2 separate regions of the Ovis aries genome follow, and region 2 is linked to region 1. Evidence: chromatin contacts called from public Hi-C data. All regions are on one chromosome and are shown on one strand. The core of a region is the stretch at or near the end of the contact, and the rest is flanking DNA. Distances in the headings are between cores, read along the strand shown. Region 1 overlaps THSD4 (thrombospondin type 1 domain containing 4). Region 2 has its middle 5.8 kb from the start of NR2E3.

Region 1 (4,630 bases), core at 882-3,381:
GTGTCTTTCCTCCTTCCTCACGTGGCCTCCCTGGGCTGCTCTGGCTGCTTGTAAATACTATTTGTGTCCATAAGACAAAACTGTTCTCTCCCAAGTCTCTTGACATGGCTTGGCTTGGCTCTCAGCTGGGCTTCACTTGTAATGAAGAGAAAAACGTATTCCTCTCCTTCTAGGTGTGAACACAATATTGCTCGGAAGCCACATGTATTTTGGAATTTGGGATTAGGAGCAATAATGTTAAATTTTGCAACAAGAGAGCATTGAGACAGCCCCTTAAAAGTGCTTATACATTTCAAAAGCAAGAAACAAAAAATTTTAAGGGGCCACTTACATTGCCCTGCTCCCCCTGCTGGGCATTTGCAGAACTGCAACATCCCAGATCCATCGTTAAAAAAAATTCCTCGTGCTGATGTGCTTTTGAAAAGCCTGAAAGGTGGCATCTTCAAAGCTATAATCCATTCCATTCTGCAGCAAGCATCGCTTAAACCATTAAGCTATGTACTGAATTAAAGCACAGTGGGCAAATGTCATTTCAAAACAAAAGCCGCATAGCAAACGCTCTTCAAATACTTCTATTTTATTTTTTTAGAAGAAAGGACCTGAGGCAAATCCTAGACTTGAAGACTGTCACACATCCCTTCTGTTACATAGATTGCCTGAAGATCAGAGGCTTTCTCTCAGTTGAAAAATCTGCCTCTCCTAAGGCTGAGGGTACTTTCTGAGATAACAGGCCTTTTGTCAACATTTTTTTAAAGTTCCTAAGATTAAAAGCAATGTCCCTAAGAAACAGAAATTTCCAACAATGGAATGGCCCTTTTCATGTGGTACTGCCCTCCATTTCAAAAACGGTGTGAATGCCTGTTAAACGTGGAGTAAACGGGGCTGGGGGCGGGGGCCAGGGGCAGGCAGGCGTACAGAGATGCACAGGTAACGTGGACAAGCTGAGAAACTGGTGCTGGGGGAGGGGTGTCCAGGTTGAGTGCGGGTCAGATTGCCTGTGGGTCTGTTTCCATCTAAAATATTAAACGAAGAGTGCAGAAGCACTGAGCCAGGCTGAAGTGTCTTAGGCTGATACCACCTCTTCGGTGAGCACACGTGACATTCCTAACTTGTCTAGTCATTTATCGATTTAATTGTCGGTCAGGAGACAGAAATTTACCAAGAGAATCAACGTGTCCTCTGCAATCAGGTCTCTCTGGAGCTGCTGGCGGATGCTGATTCATTCCTGTGCATTTCCGCCTGGAGATGCTTGACGGGATCGCAGCTGAACTCACGTTTCTCTCCCACCTTGTTCATCCTCATGTTTCTGACTTTGGCAAGCGGCACCTTTATTCTTCTGGTTTCCCAAGCCCGACCAACTGGATGCCTTCCGTTTTCCAGCCTCTCCACATCCTTGGTGACCAAGTTCTGTCCATTCTGCATTCTTACAGTCTTCTGTGTCTGCCCCTTTCTTGTCTTCTTAAAGCCATTGCTTCATTTCTGGTCTTCAGCTCTTTGGATCATTGCAGGGTTCTCCTAACTGATCTTCCTGCCTCTTTTCTTGTTTTCTTTCATGAAAGTTGAGCTATCCTTTTGCTGTTCAGGAGATTTTAAAATACAAATCAGAATAAATTTACCCTCCTCCTGTGCCCTCTATCCCCATCTTCACTGTCCACAGAGTCCAGACTCCATAGTGTAGCATCAGTGTGTGCTATGATGTAGCCAGTGCCTACCTCTCTACTCCTGAAGCAGTTAGTCCAGCCACAGCAAACCAAGTACAGCTCTCTGAACAGGCCATGCCTCTGTTTATGCCTTTAGACTTTGCCCCACCTTCTTCTGCCTGGAACGTCTCTTCTTCCCTGTACAAATGGCAAATAGCCACTCACCAGACAAGACAAGACTCAGCTCAGGCATCATTTCTTCTGTAACACTACTCCTCTTGGTCCCAGGAGAAGATGGAGGCTTTTCTTGTGCCTCAGACAGGCGTCCATCAAGACACCTGTAATTCTCTATCGTCTTTTTGATTTACACGTCTGCCTCTCCATGGATGCCCAGAAATACCTTGAACCATGACCAACCTTGTCTTACTCATCTTTGACCCTCCACTGACCAGCACAGTGAGTCAGTGCGTAGTACTTGCTTCAAGTCAATGAGTCAACCTATTGTTTAGCCGGCCATGAGATTGTTCACATACCTGTGTGTTCAATCACGTCAGTCGTGTCCAGGTCTTTGCAGCCCTATGGGCTGTAGCCCACCAAGCTCCTCTGTCCCTGGGATTGTCCAGGCAAGAATACTGGAGTGGGTTGCCATGCCCTCCTCCTGAGATTGTTCAGCACTGTTCATCTCGAGCTACTAGACTGTACAATCTATTCATTCTTCACCAGTTTTCACCTGGGTATCCCCTGACCTTACAACCACATTTACAACAGGAACCCCAGACCTGTGTTCTAATCTCCTTATACTTGATCAACCGGAGTTTCTTCCTTTTCTCAGATGATCCTGCCAATCATTTCCAATGGTGAGATCAAGTAGGCAGCTGTATATCCAAGCCTGAAGTTCAAGGGCTGGTCAGGATCATTGGTTGGGCTACCTGGGGAAGAAGTTGATGGTTTAGTTTTATGGCTAAAAGCCTCAGAAAGTTCTTTTCAAGGTGGTAGGCTTCAAATGTTACCTATGTAAATACACAGGGCCTTTATGATATTGTTCTTTCTTTGTACATCAAAACAGGAAGCATGGGGGAGATTTGGCTGAGTTCAGTCGTGGAGACCAGCTCATACTTTACCCCCTTAGCAACTACATGCAAGATGGCTCCACCTAGATGCCCAACAAGGACCTCAAATGTCAGGATAATTAAAATGGAATTTTTCTTATCTTTCCCCCAACTTCCCCCAAAGAAAATAATCTCACTCTCATAGGAGCTTCCTTCTGTATCTCCGTGAGCAACACCCAGCTGGTCATCCAGGCCAGAAATATGAGTGTCACTCCACTCCTCTTTCCTCCCCCCACCACATCCAGGGGCGACTGGGGTCCGCAAGCTGCCTCAGGGGGTTGCTGTGGCTTGCTCTTCTTTCTATCACTTGCTTTCTTCAAGCCTTCATCACTGCTGGTGTAGGTCAGTAAATCAGCCACTGCCATGGGCTTCCCGTTTCTTCCCAGTGTCACATGCTGAAAACTTTGAGTAGCTCTCCCTGGGTCTTTAGGTCTCTGCTTAATGGTGCGGCATCATTTCATCAAGCTGGGCTTCCCAGGCGGTGCAGTGGTAAAGAGCCTGCCCCTCCATGCAGGAGACCCAAGAGACGTGGGTTCGATCCCCGGGTCAGGAAGATCCCCTGGAGGAGGAAACGGCAACCCACTCCAGGGAAATTCCATGGACAGAGGAGCCTGGTGGGCTATAGTCCATGGGGTCACAAAGGGTAGGACACAACTGAGCACCCACATGCATTCCATCAAGCCACTCTGTCACCTTCGATGTGGGTCTTCAATACCTCTAGGTCTTAAAACAGGCCATCTCTTGTATCTCTTGTTTCTGTAACATATGCTGCTACTTCTCTCCAGAATGCCTTCGTAGCAGGATATTTTTTGGCTGCAAGTAACAGAAAATCCAATCCAAAAGACAAACACTAAGAGGATTTATTAACTTACATAACATAGGCCTGGGCACCTGGTGGGTCTAGGTTTGATTAAGATGGCAAGTAAATTATGCCACTGAGATGCCGTCTTTCCACTCTGCCAAGCTCAGTGTGGTCTGCTCTGGCTCACTTCCCTTGTTTTCAGGATATCTGCCGTGGGTGTAAGCATTGTGGGCAGATATGAGGACCAGTAGAAGAAAGGACAGCCCATTTTTTCTTCTTTGTCTTCTTTTTAAGAGTGAATAAAGCTTTTCTAGACACCATCACAGCAGAATTTGCCTCCTGTCTCATTAGAACCGAGTCTCAGGCATATCCTAGAGAAATCACTGGCAAAAGGATTTGACAAAGTCATGAAAGGGAGAGGAAGGGAGAGAGGAGCACTGGAATGAAAACCAAGGCATTGTCAGCACAAAGGAAGGGAAAACGCCCATTTGGTTGGGGCTACTGTAGCCTTCTTTGCCCTTTGTGTGTGTGTGTGTGTGTGTGTGTGTGTGTTCATTTGCTAGTCATGTCTGAGTCTTTGTGATCCCATGGACTGTAGCCCACCAGGCTCCCCTGTCCATGGAATTTTCCAGGCAAGAATGCTGGAGTGGGTTGTCATTTCCTTCTTCAGAGGATCACCCTGACCCAGGGATCAAACCCTTGTCTCTTGTGTCTCCTGCATTAGCAGGCGGATTCTTTACCACTGAGCCACCTGGGAAGCCCCCTTCTTAAGGGGGTTCATTTTACCAGGCTAATTCTTGAATACCCAACTGAGTCACCTGTAGGGGAGTCGGGGTGGGGAGTGAGAGACTTTCCTGACCACTTCCCTTCCTTCCAGGCCTTCTGATCAGTGACACTGCCACAGAGCCTATCTCACCAGACCCCAAGCGCCCCCCAGTTAGTATCAGACTGGTGCATGGTTACAAGGATGTACTCTAATATTTGTTGAGTAAGAAAATGAATGGCAAAACTTGAGTGGCCATGTCAGTTGGGGATGAATTTCTGCTTATAAATCCAACAACAGTGATAAAACCAAATAA
Region 2 (4,630 bases), core at 1,144-3,643, 380 kb after region 1:
ATCAAAGTGTCAGTTGCTTAGTCGTGCCCTATTCTTTGTGACCCCATGGACTGTAGCCATTCAGGCTCCTCTATCTGTGGGATTTTCTAGGCAAGAACACGAGTGGTTTGCCATTTCCTTCTCCAGGGGATCTTCCTGACCCAAGGATCGAACCCAGGTCTCCCACATTGCAGGCAGATATTTTACCATCTGAGCCACCAGGGAAGCCCACCCATGTGATGCTGGGAAGGTCACTAAACCTCTCTGTGAGAGGAAGACAGCAACGCATCTCTGATAGTGTTGTGAGGATTGAGTTCACACATATAAACACACAGAACTGCGTCTGTCACACAACAGTTTCTTAGGCAAATATTTCCAATTAGTATCATTTAAGATCGTATTTATTTCAAATTAGCTAACATTTTTTTAAAAAAACACAAGCTTTATCTTAATTATAATTATGATACATGTTCATTATTAAATACTCTTACAACACAGAAAAATATAAAGAAAATTAAACAGTAAAATTCTTCTTCCAAGAAACCTGCCGACTGTAAGCATCCTTTTGGACAGTTCCTGACTCAGCAGGACATCACACCGAAGATAAAGTTACATGCCTGGCGGCCCAGGACTCCTCCCGGATCTCTGTCATGGGAAGTGCTTCCTGCATCTGTGATAACAGATTGGTGGTCTGTCTCCAGGAAATAATACCGCTGAGGCCAATGTTTCTGTACTGGGGACAATTCTGCCCCTCATGGGGGACATTCAGCAGTGTCTGGAGACACTTTGGGTTGTCGCCGTTGGAAAGAAGGGGATGCCACTGGCATCCAGTGGGAGGAGGTCAGGGAAGCTACCAAACTCGTACAATGCACAGAACAGCCCCACGATGCATTATCTGGCTCAAAATAAGGGGGGGAAACCCCGCTTTCAGGTTGTTTCATTTCTAGAAGATAATAAATACTATAACCCGGAGGGTCAGTCACTTAGAAAACAATGGTAGTGTTGTGCCTATTGATGAGCTTTTAAATACTCCATACTGGTTTTCAGGGAGACAGATTTTCTTTTTGGGGGGCTCCAAAATCACTGCAGACAGTGACCAAAGCTGAAGCTCCAATTGTTTGGCCACTTGCTGCAAAGAGCCAACTCATTGGAAAAGACCCTGATGCTGGAAAAGATTGAAGGCAGGAGGAGAAGGGGACAACAGAGGATGAGATGGTTGGATGGCACCTTCGGCTGAAGGGACATAAATTTGAGCAAACTCTGGGAGATAGTGAAAGGCAGGGAAGCCTAATATGCTGCAGTCCATGGGGTCGGAAAGAGTCAGATGTGACTTAACGACGGAACAACAACTCGTTTCCAAAGAGCTCCCAGCCCTCATGCCACACCCCGCTCAACCCCTCTCTGATCGCCAGAGGTTCCCAGGGTCCAGCACTAAAGGGAAGACACCAGGCCCAGCAAGAGGAAGGCGCACCTCCAGGACCAGGCCTCCGCCTCTGCAGTACAGCTGTTGTGATTAAGCCCAGGCCCAGCCTGAGCAGCTGCTAGATGTTGGCCTTGCCCTTGGGTAACAGGAGAGAAGAGCCCAGACTGTGAGAAGCTTTGCATTCCACACATAGAAACACTGAACCATTTCTTCACAAATATGTCCTGTGATGAGGAGGAGGATTGGGTTATGTTGATTTCAGATTAGCTCTTTTTGAAAAAAAAAAAAAAAAACTTAAAAGAACTCTGTTTTATTCTGATCATCTGGTAACACATGTTTACTAATAAACATTCGAAGGAAACAAAATTTTCTGATCGTAGTGAGGATCTCTGCTGATCGTAGCTCTGCTGGAGGATGGAGAAGCCCACTTCTCTCAGCACCAGGAAAAAAAGAGAGTTTAAGGGACTTCCCTGGCAGTCCAGTGGTTAGCACTCCACGCTTCCACTGCAGGGGGCACGAGTTCAATCCCTGGTCAGGGAACCAAGATCCCACATGCTCTGCCGGGTGGCAAAAACATTTTTACAAAGTTTTTTTTTTTTTTAAAGAGGTCAAAACAGATGTCGTTCACATCAGACACCACTAGATAAGTGGTGTCTCCCCACTTTATTCCCCACTTTCCATACCCCCTCCATGTGCAGCAGCATATCAGATGTGTCCTGCATAGCCTGTCTTTCATCTGCTCGTCCTTGGAAGGGACCAAGAGCCTCTTATGTTCTGCTCGGACCTTTGAAACAATTCTAGAAGAGAGACTTCAGCAGCCAAAAGCTGGGAAACTGTGCAAGGAATATGTGATTATTTCTAAATGTTATCTCGAAAAGGAAATAAAGAGGCTTTGTTGAGAAACTTTCCTGCTGGTGTTGGCCCCTCAGAGTCCTGACCCTTCCACTTACTGCTCTAGAAAAAGAAACCATTAATTAACTCAGGCCCTGCAGAGAAGAAAAAGAATCCCATGATCTTTGGCCAGACACTCCTCCGAGACACAGGAAATCAAACTGTGCGTGCTGTTGTGCAGCTGGATTGAGGTTGGAACCGTGTGGGCATATTTCCCTGGAAATGCGCTTGGGACGAATGGCTGCCCAGCGTTCCACCACAAGGACAACACATACTTGATCTAGCCAGTTGTCTACAGCTGGGTGTTTTACTAAAATCGCTGCAGAGAACAGCCATATAATTCAATCTTTGTGACTTTTCCAAAAGGGTGGTTTCCTAGAAGTGGAATTGCTGGGTCCTGGGCTCCGGAGCCCATGCACTCATCACCAGCTATCCTTTTTCTGAGATAGTGAAAACTCTTGGATGAGCAAACAAAGAGAGAATTTTAAAGAAATCCCCAAAGACATGTTCCCAAATGCTGTGAACGAGGTTTGCAGCAAATGAGAAGCCTGTGGCAGCCACAGGCTGAATAGGAGCCAAGCCATCCAGCCCAGGCAGCCTGATCAGCAGCTGATTCATCCCAGGGACCACTGCTTCCTCCCAGCGGCAGAGCCCAGGTCATCTCTCAGGCCTGGGACCTGGTCACACCAGCTAGGAGGACCCTAGACAGGCTGGGGCAGGGGCTTTACTTGCTAGAGTCTTCACCATCCAAAGGGAAGTCACTTTCGCAGCCTTCACCATGCACCCATCTCCCTGCCAACCCTGGCCCCCAGCCCCCACCGCCACCCCGTCCCAGACTCTTCCAGGGAGTCAGAAGGAAGTTGCTGACCTGTCCCCTGGGGGAATAATTGTATTAGTGATAAGGTGGCCCCTGGCGGCTTCGTCAGCAGATTCAGGGCTTTGGGCTGAGTAATCCTTTGGTGTCTGCCCCAGCAGCTGGTGGTCACAGATCGGGGAGGAACCTCCCTCTCCCCTAGCCCTGCTGGACTGTCATCTTTCCCCCCCAGCACAGTCACACTCCTGGCTGGGCCTGAGGGCCAGGGTGAAACAAGAGTTCGGCTGGGATCAAAATGACACGAAGAGCCGATATAATAGAATCAAAACAAACTGTAGGAACAAGCAGGTCAAACACTGCCAGTATTGCCGGTGTCTTCTATTCATTTATTTTTTATTCTATACCCACTCTAGAATACCAAGAAAAGAAGGACAAGCTAAAAATAAGCTTCTGTCTATTAAGTGCCTTGTGATTCACATACCCAGCTGACCTGATGCTCTGAACCTGCCCCCTGGAGTCTCCCATTGACTGAGGAGAAAAAGTGGACCTGGCATGAGGTCCAATATTAAGGACAATATCTGGCCCTGGAGGTGCCTTTAGAAAGAGAGGAGTCAGGGCAGACTGCCTAGAGGAGGTGAGCCCTGAACAGGCCTTGAAAGATGGGAGTGATTGGATAGATAGAGCAGGGGGGCAGGACAGCTCAGATGGAGAAGAGCAGAGAAGACTCGCCGGGGGAAAGAAGTCCCCTCCTTCTCTGCTTCCCCACTCAGCTCTCCCCTTGACAGCCCCTCCCCGAGGCCTTCAACTCCTTCCTTGAGGTCCTTCCCACACACTTGCTGGGAGGAAGCTGAGGAACCCAGCCACGGAGCAGTCCTGGTGTCCACCTCCTCCCAGCATCTGCCTCCCTGCTGGGGGCTTCAAGAAAAACCCTGTACCTGCCCAGACTGTCACTGTCTTTACTCTCAGCTGGGCCTCAGAGTCCCTGGCTGAGTCCCTTTCCTAAGCCAGGGGCTTCAGACCTCATGTCTCCAAGGCATCCCCTTAAGCTCTGCTCTCGCCCCAGTTCCCTTCCACCTGCCTCCTCCCTCTCACTCTGGGCTGTGCTAACCCCTGCTATGTCCCCTCCTCTAATGCTACCACAAACCCCCTCGGCTCTAGTCTACCCAGTCTAGAGATGATGAGCCTGAGACCAAGAGTCAGAATCCCTTGCCAAACTCACACAGCCAGGAAGATGTAAAACCAGCGTCTGAAAGGAGATATGCTGACTAGGAGACTTCCTGAAGCCCTGGGTTCTCTGATTCCTTCCAGGCGACCTCTCTCCAGGTCAAAGCCATCCCTCTACGTATGCCCTGCACCCCCAGGCTTGCTCAGGGATTGAATATTTGATTTATACCCCATCTTCAGCTTCACCCTCTCCCCCTGCCTCTTTCTCCTCTGTATCTCTTATTATAAAAAAAATACTCCTGGATTTGAAGATGGAGGAAGGACCATGAGCCAAGGAACACTGGTGGCCACGGTAAATA

The links. Hi-C and Micro-C count contacts between places; a contact is called where the count stands out from the background.
Region 2: a Hi-C map of mixed tissues shows a contact between it and region 1, with 4 times the contacts expected there. The contact joins two enhancer-like sites. A contact is called at or near these places in 3 of 16 Hi-C or Micro-C datasets (mixed tissues, omental adipose tissue and tail adipose tissue).

Annotation. Positions count from the first base shown.
Region 1 is chr7:18,264,005-18,268,634 of ARS-UI_Ramb_v3.0, forward strand. The region is part of intron 7 of THSD4 (thrombospondin type 1 domain containing 4); the gene reads left to right. Among named protein-coding and RNA genes, the nearest start is that of THSD4, 340 kb to the left of the region's middle. Within about 2 kb of position 2,132, at least 3 of the 54 cell types and tissues checked have an H3K27ac peak or open chromatin away from gene starts, as enhancers often do.
Region 2 is chr7:18,641,123-18,645,752 of ARS-UI_Ramb_v3.0, forward strand. No RefSeq gene overlaps it. Among named protein-coding and RNA genes, the nearest start is that of NR2E3, 5.8 kb to the right of the region's middle. Within about 2 kb of position 2,394, at least 5 of the 54 cell types and tissues checked have an H3K27ac peak or open chromatin away from gene starts, as enhancers often do.